Regions from separate parts of the Zea mays genome. Here region 2 is linked to region 1. Evidence: chromatin contacts called from public Hi-C data. All regions are on one chromosome and are shown on one strand. Each heading gives the region's core, a stretch centred on a gene start, on an enhancer-like site or on the middle of the called end of the contact. The rest is flanking DNA. Distances are from core to core; before and after follow the strand shown. Region 1 has its middle 7.1 kb from the start of LOC103627040. Region 2 has its middle 150 kb from the start of LOC103627040.

Region 1 (6,570 bases), core at 2,656-5,155:
TGGTGAATGCACTTGCTTGCATATATCTTAGTTCTTGTCTGTTATTTTGAATTGCATGTTCCTGGAATTAAGTTTAGTTTCGTATCACATTATCATTTGCAGCGGGCACGACACGTGAGCGAGCGAGCATGCGGCTGTGCGGGTGTGCGGGGTGCAAGGGCGACGGCGCAGCGCGCTACAATATAGGCAAGCATCAGCAAACGATCTTTGCATCGGTAATATCAGTTCTCAATTGAACTTTTTATGACATAGGAGCATACTGTGTTATCAGTCTAAAGCATCTGATCCAAATGTGTGTAATTTATTTACTCACACAAATTACTTTTTTGCGGTACCCAAGTTCTGTATATTTCTTTTTGACTGGTCAAATTCCAGGATGTTCATCCCTTTTAGTTTTGACAAGATTTGAATGATTAAGGATACATTTTATTTTTATGGTCATCGTTATAAAAATTAATACTATTAGTGTTATATAGGATGAGGACCAGGTTTTGGAACAAGCTCGTGAAATCTCTATAAAAGATTTTAGCTCTCATGAACTGTTAGAGGGTATCACAAGTGAAATGTCATCCATATGATAATAATTAGAACTAGTCCACTGAGTGTTTGAGTATTTTTCTTGGTGTGTGGTATTAGGTGCAAATGGGTAGGCGTGGCACCTTTGTGCAAAAAAAAGTGCATTACCATCACTAGTAGCCAATAATTAATAGTAAGTGAATTTCAGCATCATGAAAAAATTGGAAAATGGGAAACTTTCCGCTAGAAATGTATATGGACTTTTTTGCGCTCACAGCTAGTTGATTGGAAGTACATTAAGTCCTAAGCTCTACTAGTTGATGGAATATGAATGCTCCATTTTTTATACGTGTCTTTTGGGAATAAAACATTGTTACATTAGTTTTCCTAACAGTCTGTTTTTCTTTTCAAGTTTGTGCATCAAGAATACTTTTTTTATCAGAGTTCACTCGAGAAATGCAAGAATTAGGATAGGCCAATTAGATCTTTTTATTGGTGTATCCTGAGTTTCCTCTGATAAGGGTCCTGTGTCACCACCTGGGTCAATTTTACTAAACATTTTTTGCCATCAGCCTTAAATACATACTACAAAGTCTGATTTACGCTAAAATTCTACACATTTACGCTGTTTGGTTCACATTTACACTGAAATCCGTACGAGCCAGAAACAGGGCACAATCGGATATGCGCGATTTTTATACTATAATTTTGGGCACCATTCGTCGTTATGAAACCGGTCGATGATTTACGATAAAATTTTTATATTTATGAAGTTTTGGTTCACGTTACGCTGAAATCCGCTCGAGTCATAACCTGCGTACGATTTTCATGCTGTAATTTTGGGCACCATTCGTCGTTATGAAACTGATCGATGATTTACGATAAAATTCTTATATTTATGAAGTTTTGGTTCATGTTATGCTGAAATTCGCTTGAGTCATAACCTGCGTACGATTTTCATGCCGTAATTTTGGGCACCATTTGTCGTTAAGAAACAATTTGATGATTTACGCTAAAATTCGTACCCATTTACGCTGTTTTGGTTCACATTCGCCCGAGATAGAACCCATGCACGATCAGATGCACGCTATTTTCACGCCGTAATTCGAGCCAACCCAAGTCGTTATGAAACAAATTGACGATTTATGCTAAAATTTATACCTATTTACTCTGTTTTGGTTCATGTTTTACATTGAAATCCGCCCGAGCCAGAACCTGCGCATGAATGGACGTGCACGATTTTCATGCCGTAATTTCAGGACCCATCACTGTTACGAAACATCTCTTCGATTTATGCTAAAATTTATACTCATTTATGCTATTTTAGTTCACGTTTTACGCTGAAATCCGTTCGAGCCAGAACCCACGCGCGTACAGTCGTCGGAGTATAACTGACTAGGGCTTCCCGTACTAATGGAAGTCCTGGGCTTCCATTAGCTCATCCCTATATATATACCCCTTGATGTACACGACGTCCTCCTACCTTTGACTATTCTTTGAGCTTCGACGAGCCGGATGCCACTGCGGTAGCGTGGCTCGTTCGACGGTGGCCTCCTCCAATCCGGTGGCTTTAGGGCATACCCCAATAACGATATCATCTGATCCATGTGTTATGCATCCTATGATATTTTTATGTCGACCACTACAATTTTTATGCATTCCATTTGAGGATTTCATGATGATGAAAATGTTGTCTATCATCTGATCCATGTGTTAACCACTAGCCTTATGTAGTGAATCAACATTTACGCAATATCTAACATTAATTTATGCTCAAACTTGAGGATTTTTACGGTCGTCACATCAGAGTTATCAACATCTCTCACGTTGGCTAGATATTTACGGTGATAACTGAGGATGTTTACGCTCAAACCTGAAGTGCGTACTGCCACCAGCGTCCCACATGCACAATAAAAGAGAATCACGTGATTTATAATATCCATAAATGTCATAAGAAATCATCTTGTTGACCATTGTAACAACATTTATGCCATATCCGACATTATTTACGCTCGAACGTGAGGATTTTACGCAAAACCTGGGGTGCGCACACACAACATCCTGCATGAATATTTTTTGCATGCACATCAATTTTAGGATATGCTATAATTTTTGGACCTGCTTTAATTTTTGGATCTGAAACAACACATGCCATAAAAATTGAAAACCGCATGCACGCTTGTTCCTTCCATAAAAATAGAACCTCGCATACGAGTATAGATGGCCAATAAGCACGAGGCCCACGAGCCTGGGACGAAACCTGCTGTTTGGGCCCAATCCGAGCCCGGCACGACTCGGTTCTATACGGGTCCGGGCCTAGCCTGGCATTGGTGGCGTGCCGGGCTCATTCCAAGTTTTAGGCCCGCCGGGCTAGCCCGAGCACGGCTAGTTTCTAAACGGGCTAAGACTCGACCCGTTTAATAAGGCAAACATTGCAAAAATAGCTCTATTTTTTATTTAATGCCTATCATTTATATGTGAAATGTGTATTATTTGTAATTTATGTTATTGTATTTAGTTATATCCTTCAATTACTATTTATAACTATGTTCAATTTTTATGGTGATATAATTTTAAGCTTGATTTATGCGTTGGCGGGCTCATGCAGGCACAGTGAATATTTTCGGGGCGAGCTTAACGGGCCGGCCCAGCCCGGTTGGGCTGTTCCTCAAGGAGTTACTAGGCATGACACTTGAGAGAAAAGTTGAATTTGCCATAGAGCTTATCCCAGGAACCGCCCCCATTTCTAGAAGAGCCTACAGAGTATCCGGACCGGAGTTGGTGGAACTCAAGAAGCAGATAGACGAGTTATTGGAGAAAGGCTACATCAGACCCAACACCTTGTAATACCCAACTTTTGTAATATAAAAGAAAAGGAATAAATCTTTATGTGTATTTCCTTCTATTTCATGAGAATCATTAAGGGGCATATTTAAAGTGAATAATTCTCTAATAAAACATAAATGACCCGTGCATCATGCTCGAGTTTAGTTTGTTTGTGCATTTAATAAAATAGTAAGATGGATGAAAGTATAATAATAAGAGGAGAATTTGGAATTAACTCAAAGGTGCAAATTAGGAAAATTGGAGATAATAAAGAATGATAGAAATACTATACAAAACAAAATAAATTTATGAATAAATACATTATTCCCATACTATGTTCAACCAAACATTTAATGTGAAGATGAAATTGCCACAAACTTTGGATTTAAAGGGGAAATTGAAAATTGAATTTGGGAAGAAAGAAAAGAAAATAGAAAATAAAAAGAAAAAAGGAAACTGGCGATGGGCTCAATTCCCTGCTTGGCCCACCTTGCTCAGTACCGCGTGGCCCAAGTCCCATCCCTTGGGCACGACTGGACACTGACAACACGGGCCCGCGGGCAGACGGACCGTGCACCTTACTCTGGTGCAAAAGCGCCGACAAGCGGGGCCGGCTGGTCAGACCTCTGGCACGTGTGTTTCGTGTGAGTCGCTGTGTGGTGGGCCATGGCGGTCAGCTCGATCCGCTTCCTCCCAATAGAATCGCCGAGCATGGCGGACGACGCGGTCGTCGTGCGATCTCACGCGTTCCTGGCCAAGTCGTGCCCCAGATTTCGGATCCGACCCTCTCGAACAAACTAGCTCGATCCTGGACTCCCTCCCCTCTCCAACAAACTAGCACCGACCCTGAGACGACCAACGCCAACTCCATTGCCGCCGCGGTAACAAGAACTCGGTCCGCCACCATCGAACGCAAGAACCACGGGCATTCGGGCGGCCGTGGAGCATTCTGTCGCTGCGTCGGGACCCATAGAAGCTTCGACCGCCACTGATTTCACCGTTGACATCGCCGCGCCTGCACGATTGCTCGTCGGAGGCTGTGCGCTGCCGTGAGGTCGATCAACTCCGTGGACAGCGCCCTACATAGCCCAAACTCTGGTAAGGCCCCTTCTAGTTATTCATCGCACCCTGTATCTGGCGTAGCATTTGGTGCGTGCAATTGGGATCTCTCTGGTGACACGGGCATCGACGGTGGGATGCCGCCATAGGCTTGCCGACGGTGTCGCCGCGTGCGGTAGTGAGATGGGGAGGAAGAAGGGCTCGCGCCGTCAGATGGGTTTTGGATGGATTAGATTAGATGTCGTGCGCCGATTGGGTGTGGAGTGAGTTGGACCGTCTGATCGGGATCGAGGGGTCCGAGTAGATATCTGCGTAATTAAATCTGGGCCATGTATCGCGGATCCGAGGGCGGGTATCGCGTACCGGTTCGCGAAGTGGGCAGATTAAACCGTGCGCTCGCTTGATGATCCAACGGTTCCAAGTGATGCAGCCTAATACACAGAGTAATCTAATCCGAGCCACAAGATCTAGATCCTACGGTTGACAATAGAGAATACCCCTTCGCGGGTACGTTTTACAAAAGGGTCCCAATCCTTTGTACATATAAACCCGCAGTCCACTCAGAAGTCTCCCTGTGTCTCAGTGTTTTCACGAGTTAGCCCCTGACCTATTATGTATTAATGCGCATAGTCCAGAGAGCAGTAAAATAGTGGAAAAGAAATTAGAAAATGGATTTTTAGTTCAAAAATAATTCCAGAAAATTGGGAAATTCATATTTAATTCATTTTAACTCCAAATTGATCCATTCCTATGGCATTTATTTTGTAATAACATTGTCTATCAATTAGTAGCTCTGTTTAGCCATGAAACTTGAGTTAAAATTGTTCATTGGAATTAATCCATTCTAAGTACCTAATAACGTTAGAAATTCATAACTTAATAACCGTAACTCCAAATTTAATAATTCTTGTTCCTATGATCCCGTTACGCAGCGTAGAATATTATCGTGTATTATGTTCTATTGTTTGGTGTGATGTTAATTTTTGCTATACATGTGTGTTTGTATTGTTGCGAGTAGACGAGCCAGCCACTGAGGAGCCGGGGGTTCAGCAGGAGGAGACTGCTGAGCAGGAGCTTGCTGAAGGCAAGTTGTGCCCTTGATCACTTCTTTTTACCCAATCATGTTCTTATTAATCATAATGATCTGCATAGGTTAATTTTGATGGGACCCTTTAGGTTACCCTAGTTTGACTATCTTTATACCTTGTTTACCACTGAATTTTTAGGTAGTACTTGCTATTGCTTTATGTGGTTTTGGGTATGGAGATACATTATTCATGATTACACTTTTATTATTAGTTTATTATTACTGTTCATGTTAGATCATTATGTTAATTGGAACATGGAGCGACCACCCGGGAAAACAGTGCTACCACAAGGGTGCTATGGGACGCCCTTGGCTGATTAATTAGGAAAGCTAGTGGATGACTACCTTACTCGAAAGGGGCAAGGGCAGTAGGGGAGTGGTCAGTGTAGGGAGGTCCTTGGGTTGATTTTGCTGCGATGGCGGTCAGGCGAGGATCCCTGCATTGGAGCTTCCTATAAACTGTAGCGGGTTTTCTGAAGCTAGTGGAACTTTATAAAGGCCTCGTAGTGTTACCCTGCCTTGCCTCCTCGGTAGAGGTGTATGGGAGTGGCCTTCTCTTGGCAGATGGGTAACATGACTTGTGGGTAAAGATGTGCAACCTCTGCAGAGTGTAAAACTTGTATACTAGCCGTGCTCACGGTCATGAGCAGCTCGGACCCTCACATGATTAATTTGTGAAATTAAAGTCAATTTGTCATTTGCATCGCATTGGGATTATTTTACTATTACTTTTATTTATTATTACTATGGTTTGGTATTTACTTCCACTTAGTAACTGCTAATAAAATTTTGACCAATTTATAAAAGCAATGCTCAGCTTCAACCTTTATTTTGTTGATCAGCCTTACACTTCACATGAACTCCCACCTTTGGTGAGTTCATGCACATTATTCCCCACAGCTTGTTGAGCTATGAACGTATGTGAGCTCACCCTTGCTGTCTCACAACCCCCACAGGAGAAAAACAAGTGGTTCAAGAGGAGCCGCCAAACGAGGAATTCGACTTAATCTAGGTGGCGTCTCCCAGTCAGCTTTGTGGCGCCAGGGAAATAATATTTAGTTCGTTTTATATTTTTATCATCT
Region 2 (6,435 bases), core at 647-3,146, 140 kb after region 1:
AAGTGTGGACAGACTGGACATTATGCTAACTACTGTCCCAACAGGGCTACTTACACCACTCCAGCTCCGATGAACAAGGTCAGGCCTCAGGAGGCAAGAGTCAGGCCTTATCCGTCAATCGAGGTCAGGTCAACCACGTGGAAGCAGAAGCTGAACTTAGTGAACCCGAAAACCCGGAAGAGGTGCCGATTGAAGGTGAAGAAGCCGGTGAAGAAGTCAACGAGCAACAAGATTATAGTATATATATATATATGTTTTAAGTAATATTTGTAAGACCTAAATAATACCTTAGGTAGTAGTTAGTACTTTATTATTTTAAGAATAGTAATAAGGTCTATTCGTCCCTATGTGTTAGTAATAAGTTATGCATCGTGCTGAGTTCTTTATTGTGCATATGTTTTGAGACAAGATAGTGTTACATTCATTTCTTACTAATCTCGAGGATGAGATTATTTTTAAGGGGGTAGAATTTGTAACACCCAACATCTTAACTGGTGAATCAAGGAAATGCTTTAAAATAAATAATAATATAAATAATAATATAAATAATAATATAAATAATAATAATAAATAAAGTACCCTTGATAAATGATGGAACTTTTGAATTCACCTCTTTCTAAAAGTAAATGGTCATAATAAAATAATATTAGATAAATCAAACCTTAATAAAGATTAGACATTGAAAATGTTTTTCTATCAAAACAAAGGAATATGAATTTTGGAATCTATCTTTAAACTGACCACACAACCAAAATCATATTCTATGGAAATAATATGGTGTGTATTTCATTACCTAAATAACATAATAATAATAAATAAAGTAACTAAATAAATAGATTAGTGCACATCATACTGGAGGTCTATTTGTGCATCTAAAATTAAGGGTTTAAAATTCAGACTTGAGTTTGATTTGAAATTGAAATAAGAAAAATAAAATCAGAAAAAGAAATATAAAAGAGAAGCAACTGTGCCTGGGCCAAAACCCACGATTCGGCCCACTTATCGGCGCCGTGTGGCCCAGCCGTGCGCGCGCTTCTGGACGTCCCTTTACATTGACATGGAGGGCCCATGTGCCAGACTCGCTCCTTACCGCACGCTACCCACTGACAACCGAACCCCACGAACCATGCCTCCCTCTCCAGCGCTGCAGCGACCGGAGCTCGCACAACAGACCCCGCGCAGATTGCGCGTGCCGTTGCAACCAACTCGGTGCGCTAGCTGCGTGGTGAGTCGGCATCGGGGTATAAAGACGGGGCTACCCTCGACGACCATCGCGGCCGCGACACCAACCAGACCACCATGCGCCATACCCAACGGAAACTAGGCCACTGCGGCTACCTCTCGAGCTCGCTATCGCCAGCGTTCATGGAAGGGCTGGGAAGGACCCCCATGCCATGTGGATCGTGCGCGGGCAGCTAATCAGGCTCGGGGAGTCGGAGGTCGGCGACAATTCCTCACCAAGAAATCAGCGCCGCCGTAGATCCGCCGAGAGCTGAGGCCAGCAACCTCTGTGTGCAAGATTCTCGGTAATCTTCCCCTCCGTATGGTCGCAGATGTCTCCTCTTCGCGTAGCTGCGGTCCAATTTATGTGGGCGTGCGTGTGTGCCCAACGTGCATCGCTCCGGCGAGGCCCCGTCTCTACGACCTCTGCACCGCCGTCATAGGTGTCGGGGTTGGGGAAGAGTGGGGCGACCGTGGATCTTCGGTTGTGCGATTCAGATTAGATGTGGGCAGATCCGTTAAACGATGGGGTGGAGTAGATCAGGCCAGCACTAAATCCCGGGCATAGATCTTGAATCCTACAGTGGCTGTCTTATATCGAGTTGAGCTTAGATCTGGACTGCGGATGTCCGATCGAACAACGCTGATCAGACGAAGTCTACCGGTTCGCCTAGATCTAATCAGTGCCCTAAATTCTAGATCGGGCGGCTGAGATAAACCAGTACCCCTTTAGCTCGGCCAGTTTGCTAAAGAGCCCCTGTGGAAATTGTGAATTAACCCGCAGTCCATCCCTATATTAGGATCGTTACATAATTGTCCAAACATTTGTAAAAGTAACCTTGCGCTCTTATAAAATTGTGGCCGCAACCCACTGGTCTCGGTTAGTTGGTAATAATTAATTTAAAAAAGATATTTGATATAGAAATAAATCTAGAAATCTATAAAATTCATGATTCCTTTATTTTAACTCCAATTTAATTCATTCCAGTTGCATTAAATTTATAATAACATTGTTTATCATCTGGTAACCTTAGTTTGTTATGAAACCTAGATAAAAAATGCACTTAGTTTCTTTCATATCCAACACTTAAATCTTCAGAAAACCATAACTCTTTAACCGTAACTCTAAATTTAGTGGTTCTCGAACCTAGGTTCTCGCTACAACGCATAGATCATTATTATGCAGTTTGTTCTTATGTTTAGTGTGATGTTAATTTTGCCTATACCATGTTTGTTTGTATTGCTACGAATAGCAGCATGGTTGCAAATCACTTGAAGACCAACTGAGTACCTGGGAGTCTCGAGTCTAAGGCAAGTTGTGCCCTTGATCACTCTTCTTTACCTAATAATGTTCTGGTTAATCACTGTGACATGCTCAGGTTAATTTGGTGGGACCTAATAGGTTTCCCAAGCCTTGCAAACATATGAACTATTGGGTAGATTTGGTTTTGCTCTACCTGGTTTTGGGAAATTAATGTTATACTGTGATCATGTTCCAATTATATTGTTGTTTAATTATTGTTCATGAAAAGATTATTGTGTCAATTGGAACATGGAGCTTAACTTGAGATCACAGTGCTACCACAAGGGTGGAACTAGTGGAACTTTGGAAAGGCCTCGTTGTGCTACCCTGCCTCTCTTCCTCGCTAGAGGTGTATGGGGTTTGATCAACCCCGTGGAAAATGGGTAACACGACTTGTGGGTAAAGATGTGTAACCTCTATAGAGTGTAAAACTGGTATATCTGTCGTGCTCACGGTCAAGAGCGACTCATGACTCTCTCATGATTAATTTATGGAACTAAACTTAATCTATCATATGCATTGCATCACGAGTGTTATTATCAATTGTGATATCTTATTTAGTTGGGTTGGTATCTACTTATACCTAGTAACTGTTAATAAAATTTTGACCAACTTTAAAAGCAATGCTCAGCTTTAACCATCTCCTTTTGTAAGCCTTACACTTCACATGAGCTCCCACCCTTGGTGAGTTCATGAACATTATTCCCCGCAACTTGTTGAGCAATGAACGTATGTGAGCTCACCCTTGCTATACTCACATCCCCCCAGGTCAAGAACAGGTACCACTGGACGAGGCACATGAAGGATGCTGTGATGAGTTCGTGAGTGGTCTAGGCTGTCGTCTCGCAGTCAACTTTGGGTTGCTGGATCGTTGTCTTCGTATGATGTAATTATTTAACTATTTTGTACAGAACTCCATTATATATTAAAGATGTGACATTCATTTCTGTACCGTGAATCATCATATGTGTGAGACTTGATCCTAGCACCCTTTGGTGAAGTTCGCGCCCGGGTTATGGACCCCTTCAATCCGGGTGTGACATGCACAATCGAAGGTGGACAAGGCGCCCTGTATGTATGACCAGATGGGGCTGCACTACTTCAAATCCTGCACCATCAGGGGCATGTAACACCCCGAGATTCACAAATACCCCAGAATGCTACTAAACTACACATCTAACATTCATATATAAAATTTCGACAACATCTCCTTTGAAAATTGCACAAATGGGGAAGCAACAAAATATAAATAGATATCATGATAAGAAAACATAATAGACATTAATAATCTGCTAGCAATGGGAACACAACCATAACGACATGAACTGAATTAACTAGTGCGCACGACTAGTTAAAAACAAACATCCTTTGACAAGAAGTTTCTAATTAAATCATGATTGCGCCTAGGCATCGTTATTATGAGAGTGAAGGTGGATGTGCTGCTACTTCCCACTCTCCATGATGAGTAACAAACACCTGCATTGAGTAATGCAAGAGTGAGATAAAACATCTCAAAAAGCAAATTGTTTTGACGAGATATTTAAACCACAAATTGAATTAATCAACATTCTAAAAGAATCACAAATCAGATCAGAAATACTTGTAGATATAGAACTCAGTAGTCCCAATATAACCAATACCATCTCATTTCCGAGAACAACCACGATAGGTTGTATAACACTTCCCTGCGTCAACAATACCTGCAAATATCACTCAATGTATGCACAGGAATGCAATGTGTAGGTCCCCTGTCTTCATACCTCTGAGGGTATAAAACCACATCATCTGCAAATGTCACTTCAATGAATTCATATGAATGCAATGCATATGTCCTCTGCCTTCATACCTCTAAGGGTATGAAGCCGCATCGTACCCCTCCTCGGGCAACTTACGATGCTAAGTTGTACAGGTACGGTCGGACCATAGGTCACGACAAAACTTCAGATGCAAATGAGTCATGCAATGTATATGGCATGCTGCATTTATTAATAAACTACACTTCCTTCAGATACAATACAAACCTCAATTAATACTTCATCTACCTTTAGATACAATACAAACCTCAAATAATACTTCATCTGCCTTCAAATACAATACCAACCTCAAATAATGCTTCATCTGCCTTCAGGGGTGTGAATTAATCTCATGGGTCGTACTCGAACCATAATCATCATCAATATATGATAGAGCATCAATATAATACAAACAAGTAAAACATCATCTTATAGTTCAATTATGAAAGAATCCAATAATTCTGAATATTAGAGTGTAGGCGATAGAAGTAACAGGTCAAAACGGTAGCAACCACCGCTACATTCACTTGCCTTCATCGAAGAAGAAAAATGTACTAGGCATGATATGGAGTGTAGCCACCTGCTAGCGCGCATAAAATTTAGTACAAATATTTCCCAAACATTTGCCAACAATCAACAATTCGCTCCTACACTGGAAACCAATACCTGGTGGAAAGACTCCCACCCTGAACCACATGCCACACGACAGCAGCGCTATTTGTTAATTTTGTATCTTTAAAATTATAATAGTGGTGATATCAAACAAATACTCTAGGAGTATCTACACAAAATACTCTACAACTTTGGTATTCAGTAGATAATTAAATTCAGCCATCTATAAGTTTTAAAGCATCTGACAAGATAACTGACTGAATCTGTTTCAGGCAGCAGCATAGTTAACTTAAAAATTCGTTATCTCCCAAACTACTCAACCAAAAAATATGCAATTCTGCTGGCAGTGAAGACTTTTATCGCTCTACAAAAGTCTCCATAGTTGGAAGAGCCAATTCGGCCATTTATTAGATGAAACCGACGAGTGAACTGACCCTCTCATTTTTGTCAGGCAAACAGGAACAGCCACAGTAAAACAAACATAACTGGAGTTTCAAAATTCATATGAATGCACTATTTAACAATCTGGAAATCTTATGAAATTATCTACAACTTATTTTACCAACCTAAAGTTTAATTCTGTTTATTAAATTGCCTAAATCTTAATAGAACAGATTCTGCACAGAATTGTGAGACTAAAAAACTGCTATAATCAAACTGCAATAACTTTCTGATCTGATGTCCGATTGGGGTGTTCTTTATGGCCACGGAAAGATCTACAAATTATCTACGACTCATAGATAGACATTTTATTTTTTTGATGCCAGTAAGAGCATGAAAAACTGGTATGAACAGAAACTGTCGAATCTGCCATTCTGCAGAAACTAATTTCGAGATCAAAAACTAACCCCCCATCTAATCCAACCTCTAATCATTCAATCCCCATGATTCACAACCCCCAAAACACATAATTACAGGGAGGAACATGGATCTTATCCTTACCTAAGGTTTCCCCAAGAAAAATTGCAAGAAGATATGGGGTAGAACATCTCCTTGATCCTCTCTTCCTCTTCATTTCAACGTGCTCCTCCTCTTCTCGATCCTTGCTGTGTGGGAGGAGATCTAGAGGGAGGAGGAAGTCGTGGAGAGGGTATAGGGCGGCTGCAAATGGGGAGGAGAGGAAAAGGGAGGGGGCGTCTGCAACAATTGGGGAGAGGGAGAGGGGTCGGCTAGAGTTGGGGAGGAGAGGGGGGGCTCCCATCCATCGGATCGAGATCAATGGCCCGAACTCGCTCTCCCATCTGAGCTCCTGACCCCAGCGGAAAAAAATGTCAAAACATCTACTGTTTCCGTGAACAACAAGGGCACCATTGACTTCATCTTTGGCTCTGCCAAGTCCTTTTACGAGGACTGCGCCATTGTTTCCGTGAACAACAAGGTGGAGATCATGACCTTGCCTGTGGCGCCACCTCAACTTGACATTTACGACAATCCAATCAAGGTTGCCCTAGGGGAGGGCGGCTTCTCCTTCAAGACATGTACCATCACCGAGAAAGGCCAACAAAT

The links. A called contact is a pair of places that touch in the nucleus more often than the background predicts.
Region 2: a Hi-C map of bundle sheath shows a contact between it and region 1, with 2.5 times the contacts expected there. The contact joins two enhancer-like sites. A contact is called at or near these places in 5 of 25 Hi-C or Micro-C datasets (bundle sheath, ear, endosperm and 2 more).

Annotation. Positions count from the first base shown.
Region 1 is chr5:151,595,321-151,601,890 of Zm-B73-REFERENCE-NAM-5.0, forward strand. No RefSeq gene overlaps it. Among protein-coding and RNA genes, the nearest start is that of LOC103627040, 7.1 kb to the left of the region's middle. Within about 2 kb of position 3,906, at least 17 of the 20 cell types and tissues checked have an H3K27ac peak or open chromatin away from gene starts, as enhancers often do. A contact at or near this core is called in bundle sheath, ear, endosperm and 2 more, where this site is marked.
Region 2 is chr5:151,741,010-151,747,444 of Zm-B73-REFERENCE-NAM-5.0, forward strand. It overlaps the pseudogene LOC103628555. Among protein-coding and RNA genes, the nearest start is that of LOC103627040, 150 kb to the left of the region's middle. Within about 2 kb of position 1,897, at least 20 of the 20 cell types and tissues checked have an H3K27ac peak or open chromatin away from gene starts, as enhancers often do. A contact at or near this core is called in bundle sheath, ear, endosperm and 2 more, where this site is marked.